2 separate regions of the Macaca mulatta genome follow, and region 2 is linked to region 1. A link is a contact called in public Hi-C data. All regions are on one chromosome and are shown on one strand. The core of a region is the stretch at or near the end of the contact, and the rest is flanking DNA. Distances in the headings are between cores, read along the strand shown. Region 1 holds the start of INVS (inversin). Region 2 holds the start of NR4A3 (nuclear receptor subfamily 4 group A member 3).

Region 1 (6,969 bases), core at 4,206-6,705:
CGTATTAAAGAGAGGCAAATTAAAATACATTGAGATACCATTTCTCACCCATCAGACTGACAAATATCCAATAATTTGACATTATACTTTTTTAACCAAGGCTACAGGGAAACTATTACATTGTTGGTGAGGTCATAAAATGGCCCAACCCCTATAGGGAGAGTAATTTCAAATATATAGCAATACCTACAAAGCTACATATACATTTACCTTTTGCCCTAGCAACTTCAAGTACAGAAATCTATCTCAAAGATACATTATCAGAATTATGTAAGCATAAGCTATTGTTTGCAGAGCTATTCGTAATAGCAAAAGAATGGTAACAACAGTGAATTGGTATCTATCCAGTGAAGCACAAGCAGTTAAAAAGAAACAGGCAAAATTTCTATCCCCACCTCCAGAATAAAATTTTAAGTTAAAAAAAAGGTGGGGGAAAAGTGTGACTAATATGCTACAATTTAATCCAGGTGGAGGGAGAAACAAATATATACCAAAATAAATACAAATAGCTTGCACATTTGAAAAAAAAAAAAAAGAAGAAGAAGAAAGGAACATAAACTTGAAAACGTTTTTTAAAAAGTTTTCCAGGCCGGGCGTGGTGGCTCATGCCCATAATCCCAGCACTTTGGGAGGCCAACGCGGATTATCTCAGATCAGGAGTTTGAGACCAGCCTGGCCAACATGGTGAAACCCCATCTCTACTAAAAATATAAAAATTAGCCAGGCACAGTGGCGGGTGCCTGTAATCCCAGCTACTGGGGAGGCTGAGGCAGGAGAATCACTTGAACCCAGGAGGCGGAGGTTGCAATGAGCCAAGATGGCGCCATTGTACTGCAGCCTGGGCAACAGAGTGAGACTCTAACTCAAAAAAAATTTTTTTTTTTAAATTTTCCTAGGTCTGGCACAGTGGCTCATTCCTATAATCCCAGCACTTTGGAAGGGAGGCGGATCAGTTGAGCCAGGAGTTCAAGACCAACCTGGGCAATATAGTGAGACACTCGTCTCTACAAAAACTAAAAAAAAATAGCCAGGTGTGGTAGCACACATCTGTAGTCCCAGAGTTCCAGCTACTCAGGAGGCTGAGGTGAGAGGATTGCTTCAGCCTCAGAGGTTGGGGCTGCAGTGAGCTGTGATCAGTCCACTGCACTCCAGCCTGGGTGACAGAGCTAGACTCTGCCTCGAGGAAAAAAAAAAAAAGGGTTCTTTAATTAGGAGGGGGAGATAAGACAGTAAAAGAGACAAATTAGACTTATCCAAATATAGTTAGCTTTATAGATTTAGCTTTGGAAGAGATTTTATATAATTATAAAATAAAAGGTAAATTTTTTAAAACTAAAAATTGAAAGATAAATGAAACAAATGAACCTAGCAATATATATGCAGCTGGTGGTTAAGACCACATAAATTGAATTACAAATGTACAGGAAACACAAGGAACAGAGAAACATAAAACCCCACCACAAGGATGTAATCAGCAATATCCAGAATGTGGCAAATGCTACAGGACAGAGGATCAGTTTCCTAAACAAATTACAAGGAAAACAATGAGATGAAGAGAGAACCTATGGGTTTAAAAAGTTTTATAAACGACATATGAGCCAATTGGAATAGACAGACTTTATATAGCCCTTGCTTTGAACAATGTTGTTTTTTTTTTTTTTTTTTTAAAAAAAGGGAAACAATCAGGAAAACCCAAACACTGACCAGATATTTGATGATATGAAGGAATTTCTATTTTTCCAGATGTGACAATGGTATTGTGGTTTTTATTTAATTCTTACCTTTTTGAGGGACATACTTTAGTATGTCACCTGGGAAATTTTTTTTTAACTAATTTCTGGGGCTCGCAGATATAACTGACCTAGTATAGGGCCCCGATATCATTTCATTAAAACAGCCACAGATGATTCTAATGAGCAGCCAGGCTTTGTAAACTATTGATCTAGGGCAAGTTAAATCAACAAAATAAATAAAACTCACCTAGTTACCAATCAAACTGCATGCCTACAAAAGTACTCTTCCTGAAGACTGGAATCTGCATATATTATTAACACTAAAGGATAAAATTGACATCTCTGAATTCTACTGTGCTTATTTTTAAGGTACTTGTAACGATTAAATAAATGTTTACTTAGCTCTCTAATTTACATAGCTTCCTAAACTAAGTAAACTTTTCTTGGCTTCCTATACATATTGAACAAACCAAGAACAACAATGGCAAAACCCTTAGGTGTTCACGTGCGGGACAATTACGACTAGTAACAATTATGAACTATAAACATACTTATCAAGAGATTAACGAGAACACATCTTCAATAAAACAAATGGACTGCAGTGCTACAAATCTGAACTACAGAAGAGGTTACTTAGGGTGCATGAGACAACTTCTTTCCAATTTAGTCTTATTTCTCTTATCTCGCCTTTTCAAAACTTGTACACAACCAATACAGGAAGAACAGGCAACATTTCTATCCCCCTTGCTGATCATTTTCCCAGGGGAAAACCCTGAATAAACCCACCTTAGATAGGAAGATAAGCAGAAAAGAGCTAATTAAATCTATCGATCGAAATATATGTAAATAAAAATCTATATATATGCAAACAAAAAATATATATATATAATATATATATATAAGCTCAGGAAAAAAAGTTATCACATTGAGCTTTTGTGTTTAGTTACCCATCCAGAAAGGTTTTGTGGCACAGTGATATATTCCAAAATGCTTTGAGACTAAGGAAAAGATAGCTGCTTGCCTCCAAAAGTTTGGGATTATGTTTAGGCAGTTATCTTATATGAACACCACTAAATTTGAACAGGTCTGGTTCTCTAGGGTTGAGGTACAAAGTGCCTGAAGAAAATTATCACAGTAAGAGAAGGCATAGCTTTTTAGAGGAGGCTATTTAAGGGAAAAATGATGACCTCAGCTAAACAGGAACTTGGCTTTTCTACATCTGTATGTGAGAAGGAATAAACTTGAGGTCTGAGAGAGAAAGTTGGAGGAGTAGGAAAAAAGTACACAGGGGAACAAAGAGGACAAATTATTAGACAGCGAGAATACTGAGTAAGCAGTTTCCATCAGTAGAATTACCAATTAAGTAAGCAACTCAAAGTTGTGATTAGACAGGATGGATGTTTTACAAATATTTGCTAACTAGCATATGAGTATTAAAACTAGGTAAACACTGTATTCCAATTAAATCTAGTTTGACCTGTAATTCTAGTTTATTAAACCTTTTCTGGGGCTTTATTTTTCAGCCTTTTCATATCTGCAGGTATTCTCTAACATATTTTCCAGATTTTCATGTCTTTACATTTGCTTAGAAAGATAATTATACAAAATGCTTAGATTTTAGTTAAATCTAGATTCTATTTGGGAAAAAACTCACATTTAACAAGATTAGGTTTTTCTATAAAAAGCATGAGTTATTCCAAAATAAATTATTTCTTCTTCATAACTTAGCTTTACAACCAAACATACCACTTGAGGAAAGTGCATCTGATATAGTTTGCCTGCTCAGTGTCTCAACTTTCCTTTCCAATGTCTTAAGATTTTGCCCTTTTTTTCTGATACCCTAAAAGTGTACACAATTCATAACTTAAGTTAGTGGATAAGAAAAAGATAAGTGTCCAGTCTTAAGGAGAGAGTGGTCTCTCATAATGGTATTATTCTAACACTTCTAGAAGGAAAAATGTATTACAGTGTATAATGAAATCACCAAGAAATAGCACTATACAGAATATTTTCCTCGATACAGAAGTCATTTACTATTGTATACTTGTAAGAAGTGGCAATAAGACACTCTATCATTTAATATTACAATGTTTATATACAACTTTTTGTTCTCAAAAGTACTTTGACATTCCATTTAGTTTTTTACAGTGCTTTTTCTGAAAAGGTGCAAGTGACAAAAGAAAAGAAAGAACTATTTCAAACACAAATATTAAACATTTAATAGGATATGGCGGAATAAGCACTGCAAGTCAAGAGACCTGTTTCTAATCCCAGCTTTGCCTGTAACTAGCTATGTGACTTAATATGAGTCACTAAATTGCTTCTTAAATTGTAAAGAAAGTAGTTTCGTGTTTAAATCTGAATTTCTAAAAATCCACTACAATTAAGGTATTTTCAAATATTACATTATAATAACAGCCCAATTAAACGTAAGTCATTTTGCCATATGTGTCTAGTTCTTCCCTTTTGTCTCAATTTGACCTGAAGCCTGGATCACTTAGCCTGCACACTCAAGACGCACTCTGGAGCAAGAGGGACTAGGGAAAGATTCTTTTAAGATGGGATGATGCTGAGCAGGTTAGGCAGTTAGGAATTAATGCATATTCAAATAAGGCACAATGAAGAAGAAATCTGCTTCGATGGGGAAATACATTGCAACAAGATTTGAGGGAGACCTTGCGCTCAGACTGTCAGGTAACCACACCTTCCACCCTTCAAACTCTATTCTCCCAGTGGAATCCAAAGCAGTCTCCAGTTCCGGGTTCCCAACCAATCGCATCAAGCCACAACAGAGGGTTCTGCCAACCTGGGCACCGCTTCAGGGATCTAGATAGAGTGAGATTCACACAACCCTAGCACCTGTCGATCTCACACTCTTCCCAAATGGAGAGGGTGGGAAGGAATGCTAGGTCTATGCTTGGTCTTTTCCGATTCAAGCTACCACCAGGTCCGCTAGCCGTCGAAACTGAAAACCCCAGACTTTGGGGAGAAGGGGAAGCTCCTACGCCGCGACCCTCCCACGTATCACTCCCTCAGGGCTAATTCTCCCGTTCTCCCCCGACCCTGGTTTCTCAGGCCTCGGGGACCCCGTGCCTGGAAGCCGACAGACGGATGGCGAGAGTGAAGGCAGCGGGGGAGGGTGCACTCCAAAACACTGGAGGAAAAAACGGGAAAGCAGGGGCAGGGGTAGCAGTGTTCTCCCCGGGCGAGGGCGGGAGGCCGTTCGTGAGTCTGTCGATGGGTCTGTCATTCCCTCACTCACCAGGAGCAGAAGGGAGCATCTGAGGTCGGGTAAGGATAGGAAGACGGCTGGATGCATGGTAACGCTGGGCTCCGCGGCAGGGACAGGCGCTGGCGGCTGGGACTGGGCTGGGTTGGGTTGGGTTAGTAAAGGGCTGGGCTCCCGGAGCCGGCGGCAGCGGTGGATTCTCCAAGCAGCCGCACCTCGTCCTCTCGACCCGGGCTCCAGCGGCGAACACCCGGGACAACTTCCAGAGAGGCCTCTCACACCCTCACTTCCGGGTCCTGCCCACCTCGGTGCACTCCGGGAAATGTAGTCCTGCACTAGCCTCACCCCGCACGCCGTTGGTCATCTAGAACTTCCTTTCCCATTGGGCTCTCGGCCCAGGTCCACCGAGTCCTCTACGCGCTGGGGCCTGTGGGATAGAAGGGCTGAGGGCGGGTGTACGCAGTGCTTCAGAGGATGGGAACTACAATTCCCAGAAGGGTGTGCGGCCGAAAGCCTCGGGCGGCCTTCTGAGGGGCTCTGCTAGCTTCAGCGCCGTGGGGTCTGACCTGGCTGGGTGTAGTGTCCCGGCCTGGCAGGAGGGGCGGCCCGGTCCGGGTCGCACCTCCTGGAGCCGTCCCCGGGACGTCAGTCCTGGAGGAGGCGAGGGTGAGTAGGAGGGGGCCTGGCTGGGGAGGCTCGGATCGATCGGTCTGCACCGCCTTGGCCTTTGCTGCAGACTCACGGCCTTCCTGGCCTAGGCTGTGGCCTGAGCCTCCATCATTGGCCTCCTCGCCCGCTACCTCTTCTTTCTGCTCTAATTCCTGCATTATTAAAGTCAGAGCCACCACTCGGGGCCTCAGTTGAATGAGTCAATGACTTATCCCTAATTGTCTCTGAGGGCTCCTGTAAGGAATAGGTGTGGTAAGGGATGGGATAGCACGTCGTAAACTGGAAAACTGCGTGAGTGATTGCTGCTGAGGCGTGGATCGCTCCTCCAGTATAATTACGAAATTCCTTAGCAAAGCAGTCGAGGATCTTAACCTGGCCCCAGGTAGCTCTGCGGTTCTTCTGCAAACACCTGAGGTCCAGGAGCCCACGCGATCTCTTCTTAGTACCCAGGAGGCACACTGTGCTTTTGTGGTTCTCCCCACTCCCGCCTTTGCTCCACCTTTCTTGCTGCCTGGAATGGCCTTTCCGCGTTCTCTCTCTGGAATGCTATCTTAAATGTCACCATCTCTGAGAACTTCCCGACCAACCAACCCTTTAGTCCTAATCAAAATTACTGTTCCTATGAGTGTGACTGCAGTACCTCTAGTTTTGTACGGTTACAATTAGAGCTTTTATTACACGGGCTTGTATAATTAGGCAAGGTTGATGACACTTTCGCATTTTATAGCACTTTAACAGAGTGGTTTTGATTTTTATCTATAAAAAATGATTTATTTTTTTTAAAGGAGCAAAAAATACATTTTTTCTTAAGAAAAAAAAAACCTAGATAATGGCTTTCTCAGGGTGACAAAATATAGACAGTGGCAGAACTAATACTCTTACCAAGGTTGCCTGACTCCTAGACTAGTACTCCTATCTCTTGTCCACGCCCCTGACAGAGTCCAAAGAGTGTTGAAATGGGAAATTTTAAAAGAGCAGAGACTCATAAGTATGAACTCATTATTCAAGAAATTAAACTTTGATCCTGCCCACTTTTTGGACTTAGCACTCAGCCTGTGACCTTTCATCCAACAAACATCTACTGAGTACCTGTTATATACCTGTTACCATGCTAAGAATTATGAAGTAAAAAGTGTATATGTATATATATACACACACACACACATAAAAAAAACAGAGATCACATTTTTAGTGTGTTTTTCAAAGGATGTAAAGAAATTTTTTTGTGGTTCTGATGTGCCTAAAACTCTGATCACTTAGAATGGAAAATGACAGGTCTTAGAGTTTAGAACAGTGCCTAGCACATAGTTGTCACTCAGCTTGTTGAATGAACAAATG
Region 2 (7,222 bases), core at 2,377-4,876, 280 kb before region 1:
ATATAAATGTCTCTCTTCTGTTATAGAAAAAGGACTGAGCCAAAAAAGTTTTCAACGTTTAACAGATTAAGGTAGTCTTATTTGATTTCCCCAAAGAAGAGATAAAAAAGTTAATAAAATCTTAAAAAGGAAATTGAGATTACTGAAATAGTCACATTACATATGCCTTACATAATATTATGCCTGGTTTCTAATAAATCCGACTTTTGAAAAGATATAGAGCAGTAGACACTAATTCTAAAAAAAAAAAAAAAAAAGACTCGAGAAAAACTAATTCTGTTTGGGTCATCTAAGGAACAGCATACGTTTAGGGACATAGGATTAAGCAGAGGACGGTGTCTCCGTCTGTGAGAGAGCTGTGTCTCTGCTTCCATGAATTTCTATTTGAGTTTTAAAAGGCTGCCACTCAGTGACCTCTCCAGCAGTCAGTCCCGCATCCTACCCAGAGAAGCACTGAGCCAGGAACAGTGGATTGGCTCAGGGAGGTCAGACAACAGCCCTCAGTCTCACAGAGCAGTCCAAGAACAGATATTGGCCACTTGATAGGAAGAAAAGGCTGTAAAGGAGTAAGGATGTAAAGGAAGGTGGAGGGAAGAAGGGAGGAGGATCCACATAAGTAACCAAGACAGAGGTCCAGAAGACACACCCACTCAAAGAGAGAAAACTTTACTTGGAGGTTCTCAGCCAGAGAGACGAGATTTTTTTTTTTTTTTTAATTTAAGTAAACAAGGATACTGGCTTGAAACGGTCACTGGAGCCCAACTCCTATGAACAATTTAGTAGCTTTATAACAACCCTGAGTGGACAAGGACCTTTCATCTATATATCTATATTAACATTTAGAAAATGTAGTTTATTCAATAAATTCATTGAAAGATGTCATGTTTCCTAAAAACTGTACCTAATTTTAGGGTTCCTGCTTACAGTGATTCCAGTTCTGCATGAGAGTTTTAATTGAAAGGGGATTAGGGGGGTGAGGGAGGTGCAGAACACAAATGAAATTTTTACAGCATGGAAATAAAAGTATTTTTAAATCTTCTTGGGGGTGAAGAGTTAGGCAAGAAGTAATACGTGGAAACTGTCAAGTGCTTCTCTACACATCCACCCACCAGATACCATCGCAGCCGGCTGGGGGAGTCTCCCTCTTCTTGCCTGACAGCTTCACTTTCTTTGAGATCTGGAGCTGGTGATCACACTGGCCCGTCATGGTATTTTCAGTTAACAAAGCAGTTACTCAACAGGGGAAAAAGCCACAAAGGAGCAGAGCAGCTGCTGCACCCGTGATGCAAGTGCAGGATGAGCCCCGGGCCGCCACCGCCGCCTCGGCTCCTCCGTGACGTCCGGGAAGGGTATCCCCGGCACTCAGGAAGTGGTGGCCGCGGGCAGCTCCGCCCCCACTCGACTCGGGGCTGGCCGGGCTGCCGGGTGGCAAGACCGCCGGGCCTTCCGCAGGGCGGGCGGGGATCACCGTCTACCCACCTCCGCGCGCACACACATGCCCGCGCCTGGCCCTGCTCACTCCTCACAGCCTGCGCTGGACGCAGAGAGCCGTCGGCGTCCTCTCTCTCACGGCTCGCACCCACTCACCCCGACCCCTGGCGCCGAGCCCAGCCCCGCGTCGCCGGTCACCACACAGGGTCGAACCGAGTCCAACATGGCGACTCCGCCCCCGCCCCCTCCACACTCCCGGCGGGGTCAGGGCGCCCCCTCACGCGGCGGGCTCGCGCCCGAGACCCTGCTAAAAATAGCCAGGCCCGACTATATTTGGTTCGGCCGGATCCCGGCGCGGCCGCGCGCACCCCGCCCCGCCCCGCCCCGCGCGCCCTGCCCCGCCCCGCGAGGCGTTGAATGGAGAAGGGGCGGGGGTGACCGAGGGGAACCTACTCCGCTATCTGCGGCGCGCGCCGGCGGCGGGTCCCGGCCAACCGCCGAATTTAGTAACATCGCCTGCGTCAATCACGCGCCTCGCGTGCGTCAGCGCAGCGCGGCTCCAGGTCCTGCTCCCCCCTCCAGCCTTTGAATGGATACAATGTAGCAGCGCCCTCCTTCCTTCCGAGGCTGGATTGGAACCCGCGGCAGTGCAGAAACTCGGTTGCTCTCGGCTGGGTCAACTTTCGGGGCATCCTCCCACGATCCACTCCGCACCACCCTGTATGAATTGGAAGTGGAGGCGGAGAAAGATATACATGCCATATTTACCTATATGTAGTTTGTCTTCAAGTTTCTTGTCCTAGCTCGAACCTTCGATTCTGAAACGTGCGCTGTCTACGAAGGAATCCTTTATCTCCCCTCGGCGCACCACCCCCCCCGCCACCGCCCCCGCCACACACACACAAATTGGGACAGGTCAAATATATAAAATGGTATTTGTGATTCAAGAGGACCACATGGGGACCACTCTATCTGCATTGTTTCACTGAAATATTTTCTCCTCTCCAAAAATTCATTTCTGAAAGAGGTTGCGTTCACTCAGCAGCAACCTTTGGGACTAGGGATCTTTAACTCTGATAAATTTTGTTTTCATCAGGAAATTTACACTTAAATCTATCATTTCCAGGAAGAAATTGCTTTCCCTCATACAGTCACCCAGGCTATCGGCACACCATTTCATGACAAATGTGTCCCAGGAGACCAAAGCAAATCCCCTAGCGAGGGACTGACTAATAAATCCTGTTGATTGATTTCGAAATGTTTAATTTGGGAGATGTGGGCGGAGGGCATCTACAACCATCAAAAAGTGAAAGTGCTAGTTGAGAGTTCCATTTCTGACCCGGTGCTGGGGAGGAGGAATGATTTGCAGTAGTCAGACCCGCTCAGCTGTTCAACACGTGTGTGTTTGTTTTATACACATTGAGTAGTTTCTGCTGCAGCGCGCGTGTGGATGATGGATGTGCACTTCGCTGGGTTATAACGTGTCCAGTTAAGAAACCCACGCCGTACGTGTAAAGAAATCAAACCTTATCCCCGGAACTATCTGTATCCCTGTGTGAAACACGCACCCAGTAAATGATGCGGGGAGGGAGGATTAGCCTGGGCGCAGAGGACCGGAGAGACGTAAACAGCTTTAGAGCCTTTGCATGAGGAAAGTGCAGCTGCACCTCAGGGCGTCTTCGGGCTGGTGCCAGACGCCTTCTGCACCGGCTGCCAGGTCACTGAAGCTGGTCAGAAGCTGGCTGGCGGAGCCTTCCCTTTCGGAAGAGCTGTCCTCTCCCTTACCCCCCTCGCCCTGGCTCCGTGCCTCGGGGCAGCCTCGGAGGCGCGCCAGCAGCACTCCTCCAACTCTACTCCACCCGAGCCTGACAGCTGGGCGGTCCCGCCTGACCCATGGGCAGGCCGCTGCACCCTCCCGCAGACGCACGCCCTGGCGAGCGGTTCCGCTGCAAAAGGGCTGGCACCGCGGGTCCGAGAAGCCCCTGGTCGGCTGTGCGGCGGAGTTTCCATTGTGCGGCCGTGCGACTGGCCGAGAAACGCGCGCGCGCGCGCACACGAACACACACACCCTCCCTCGCACACGCGGAACCGGCTGGGCCAGGGGAGGGAGGAGGAGGGTGACGTAGCGTCCCATGGCGTCACATTGACGTCTCGCATTCCAGGCACTCTATGGAGAGGCCGCTAGGGCTCCTGTGGCATAAATGACGTGCCGAGAGAGCGAGCGAACGCGCAGCCGGGAGAGCGGAGTCTCCTGCCTCCCGCCCCCCACCCCTCCAGCTCCTGCTCCTCCTCCGCTCCCCATACACAGACGCGCTCACACCCGCTCCCTCACTCGCACACACAGACACAAGCGCGCACACACGCTCCGCACACACACTTCGCTCTCCCGCGCGCTCACACCCCTCTTGACCTGAGCCCTTGCTGGTGCAGCGCGGCGCCGCAGCCGGACGCCCCTCCCGGGCTCACTTTGCAACGCTGACGGTGCCGGCAGTGGCCGTGGAGGTGGGAACAGCGGCGGCATCCTCCCCCCTGGTCACAGCCCGAGCCAGGACGCCCGCGGAACCTCTCGGCTGTGCTCTCCCATGAGTCGGGATCGCAGCATCCCCTACCAGCCGCTCACCGCCTCCGGGAGCCGCTGGGCTTGTACACCGCAGCCCTTCCGGGACAGCAGCTGTGACTCCCCACCAGTGCAGATTTCGGGACAGCTCTCTAGAAACTCGCTCTAAAGACGGAACCGCCACAGCACTCAAGTACGTATGAGATTCGCCCAGTTAATAAGGGGACTTGCTAAAAAAGTTGGCTTGCTGGGAAGCGTCGCTCCTGAAATTGACAACTTTGAGTGTGGGGTTTCCTCCCCGACCTTGCCGCCCGGCTCCGGCTTTGCTAGCCCAGCGGCCCATAGGTTCTGATCTGAAACTTTTCCCCTGTAGTGGGCCCGCGGGGATCTCTGGAGCTCGTGGGATTCCTCCCCCACTCGAAGAGGCGAAAAGCCTCTAACAAAGAGGAGGACCGGGATTTGTGCTATAGCGGCTCCAGCGATGTAATTCAGGGTATTTCGGCTCTAGTTGTCATGGTAATGATGCTCTCGGCGGCGGCGGCGGCAGCGGCAGGGAGTTGCAGCTCCGGTGATGAACGGCAGTAATTTTCCTGCCTTTTAAGTAGGATTGAAAATAGGAGCTCTGGTGGGTCCAAGAAAATGTTCCTAATGGTGGCACCGAGCTGGTTCTCTGGAAGGAAGCTTGGGAGGGAAAGGCCTAGGCAGCCGTGGTCAGAGTTTGCAGAGGCACTCGGAGGACCTCAGGAAAGAGGGCGTAATTGTAGGAATGTGGCTTATTGTATTGAAATGAGCCTGGGGTTCCACTAGGCACGTCTGCCTGGCGTCGCTGACATGCCGGTTTACACTTTTCCCTTAGGAGGTAAATCGGGTGTAATTGGCGACTCCCGCGCGCTGACACGTGTGGGGACGGTGTCCCTCTCCTCCGGACCTTGGTTCGGTGTGGGAAAGGCATGCTTTACTTTTTCACTGACAGAACTCGCGCTTTTGGAGAAGTTGCTCCGAGTGTTTTACTATTAGTAGAAAGGAAAGTTCTCGGTGGTGAGACGAAAGCGGTCATGCGAGCGCGGTCTGCGGAGACTCACTTCCAAAGGCACCTATCCAAACTGTTGGAAGCCTCGGGGCAGAGGCGAGGAAGAACGCATTTGTCCCTTGATTTCCAAAAACGTTCTTGGAGATTGTCTTTTATTTATTTATGCGTCCAGATTCTCCAGAGCGAAGAGCTGCGAGGTGTTAGTAATCAGAAATGTCGGGCTGTGATCCCAGGGCCTTGCAGTGCCGGGAGAGAAGTACAGGGAGCCGTCAGTCATTCCATCACGAGTCCAATGCCGGATCTCCTTTTCCCACGACGGGGAAATATTTTATAGAACCGAGCTGGGGAAAGAAAAAGCTGCCCAACGTGGCTAATGGGCACAATGAATGAAGTTACTTTATTCGAGTTATTTTCGCTGAACAAGATGCTCGCAGAGTTAGTATCAAAGGCTCTTTAGGCCACAGCAACCTCCACGCCCGCTCCGCCCCCACGCCCGGCACCCACCCACCCCGTTCCCTGGGACCGTGCGCTCACAGAAATTCTTCCCCGCGGTTTGTCTCGTCTCCCTCGGTCTTTCTGAGAATCTCAGTCTTTCCCTTTCTGTCAGTCTCTCCTTCGCTGCTCTTGCCCCCGCCCAACCTCCGCCCCCGCTCCCCAGGGTTGGAAACTCCGCAGAGGAGCCCCGGTCACAATGGTGCGTTTCACGGTTTCCTCCACACACTTCACCACGGGGAGGGGAACACGGGGGTGTTCCTTTCGTCTGCCCACGAGAAAGAAAGGGGCTTTGACAGAGGTAGTTATTTCTTACTAATTTACAACCCCAAGGCTCTGTGCTCCTGGCCCCGGCGGCCGCAAACCGGAGCGGCAGAACGTGTTTCCAGGCGCTGAGGCTTTGCCTAGGTAACCGGTCGTTTGTGGGGCGGAGAGAGCGGCGGGGCGCTGGGCTGGGCTGGAGGAAAGGTAGTGTGGGTCCCTCCCGCGAACGCTGGGCGCTCGAGGGGAACTCCTTCGTTGGGGAGAGGCGGTCCCCGCCCACCCGAGTTCAGAGGCCTCCCCTCAGAGAACGACTCCGCTTGAAAGGCCCTCGGGGAATGCGGGACGGGATTGCGGGCACCCACTGAAGGGGCGGGTGGGGGATTGCTGGAGACCCCCATTGAAGATGCGGGGAGACGGGAAGCACGCGCTACAGCCATGGGAAGATCCGCTTCTACCTGCTCTACAGCGAGCGAAAGGTTTCCGTCGGAGCAGCTCTGGCTGGGGCTGGGGGTGGCAAGGGAATCCCCCATTTCCTGACCGTTGAGGGTTACCTGGGCCTGGGGGCTCCGAGTCCCTTTCTCTCTTCCTGCAGGCAAGCCCCGGGCTCAGGGGCGCCAGCAGACGACCCTCGTGGCCCCGCGCACCTCAGAGGTTTTTGGCTTGGTTTGACTTGGGGGTTTTTCGATGCATGTTCCCACTCTTCGAGCTGTGCCCACCCCGGGCAAAGGGGGCGCTATAGGCCGGAGTTTGGGGCACCCGGTTCCTTCCCTGAGGCCTGCTGAGCTGCGCTTTCAGCTACAAAGTTTCGCTGAGGCTGTGCGCTGAGACGCTGGTCCCGGAGCCGCGGTGGGCGCCCTCAGGAATGTGCCCCCTCTAGGCCGCTGGGTGGCCGGGAGTCTCTAAGCGGCCCACCCTCGAAGACACCGCCCTCTGGGTACAGGGGACCTGCCTTCGCCCGCCCCATCGGCCGCGAACGCCGTCCGCTTCGTCCCCTTGCTTCCAGCGCCAGGCTTCCTTTGCTGTGCCCTTTTGTTTGCTTGACCCCTGGCCCTTGAAACTCGCGGCTAATAGAAGCGAAGCTCCATTAGCATTTAGAATGAAAAGCGCAGACTTTCTTAATTCCTTGGGGCATTCATGCATTCGTTCCGGACCTTGTGCATTTCCTATGCAACGTGTAAAATTTGTATTTGAGGGATGGGGGCGGGCGGAGTTGGAAAATGGCTTTTTTCCGCTAGTGAACACTCACTGACCCCCGTATTCCGGCGGAGCTCGTTCTTCAAGTGTTCTGCTTTCTTCGGTTTTCCTGACTTCGCAAGCTCGGAATCAATTGTGGGGGCAGAGAGATCAATTTCTGGGCGATAACAGGCTGCGCGTTTTTTAGCCTCGGTTCCAGTGCCACAAAACAGTGGTAGGCGCAGTGGGTTCGTACAACCTTTCCTCGGCTTCCC

What was found. A called contact is a pair of places that touch in the nucleus more often than the background predicts.
Region 2: a Hi-C map of fetal cortex germinal zone shows a contact between it and region 1, with 3 times the contacts expected there. The contact joins the promoter of NR4A3 here to the promoter of INVS in region 1. A contact is called at or near these places in 2 of 14 Hi-C or Micro-C datasets (fetal cortex germinal zone and fetal cortical plate).

Annotation. Positions count from the first base shown.
Region 1 is chr15:58,301,929-58,308,897 of T2T-MMU8v2.0, reverse strand. It overlaps INVS (inversin), which reads left to right and starts at 5,455. Exons shown (of 19, transcript XR_013404658.1): 1 at 5,455-5,628. ERP44 (endoplasmic reticulum protein 44) reads right to left here and starts at 5,212. Exons shown (of 10, transcript XM_077965655.1): 1 at 4,996-5,212.
Region 2 is chr15:58,581,646-58,588,867 of T2T-MMU8v2.0, reverse strand. It overlaps NR4A3 (nuclear receptor subfamily 4 group A member 3), which reads left to right and starts at 3,626. Exons shown (of 9, transcript XM_077965653.1): 1 at 3,626-4,181. It overlaps LOC144334614 (a long non-coding RNA gene), which reads right to left and starts at 2,002. Exons shown (of 2, transcript XR_013404661.1): 1 at 1,885-2,002.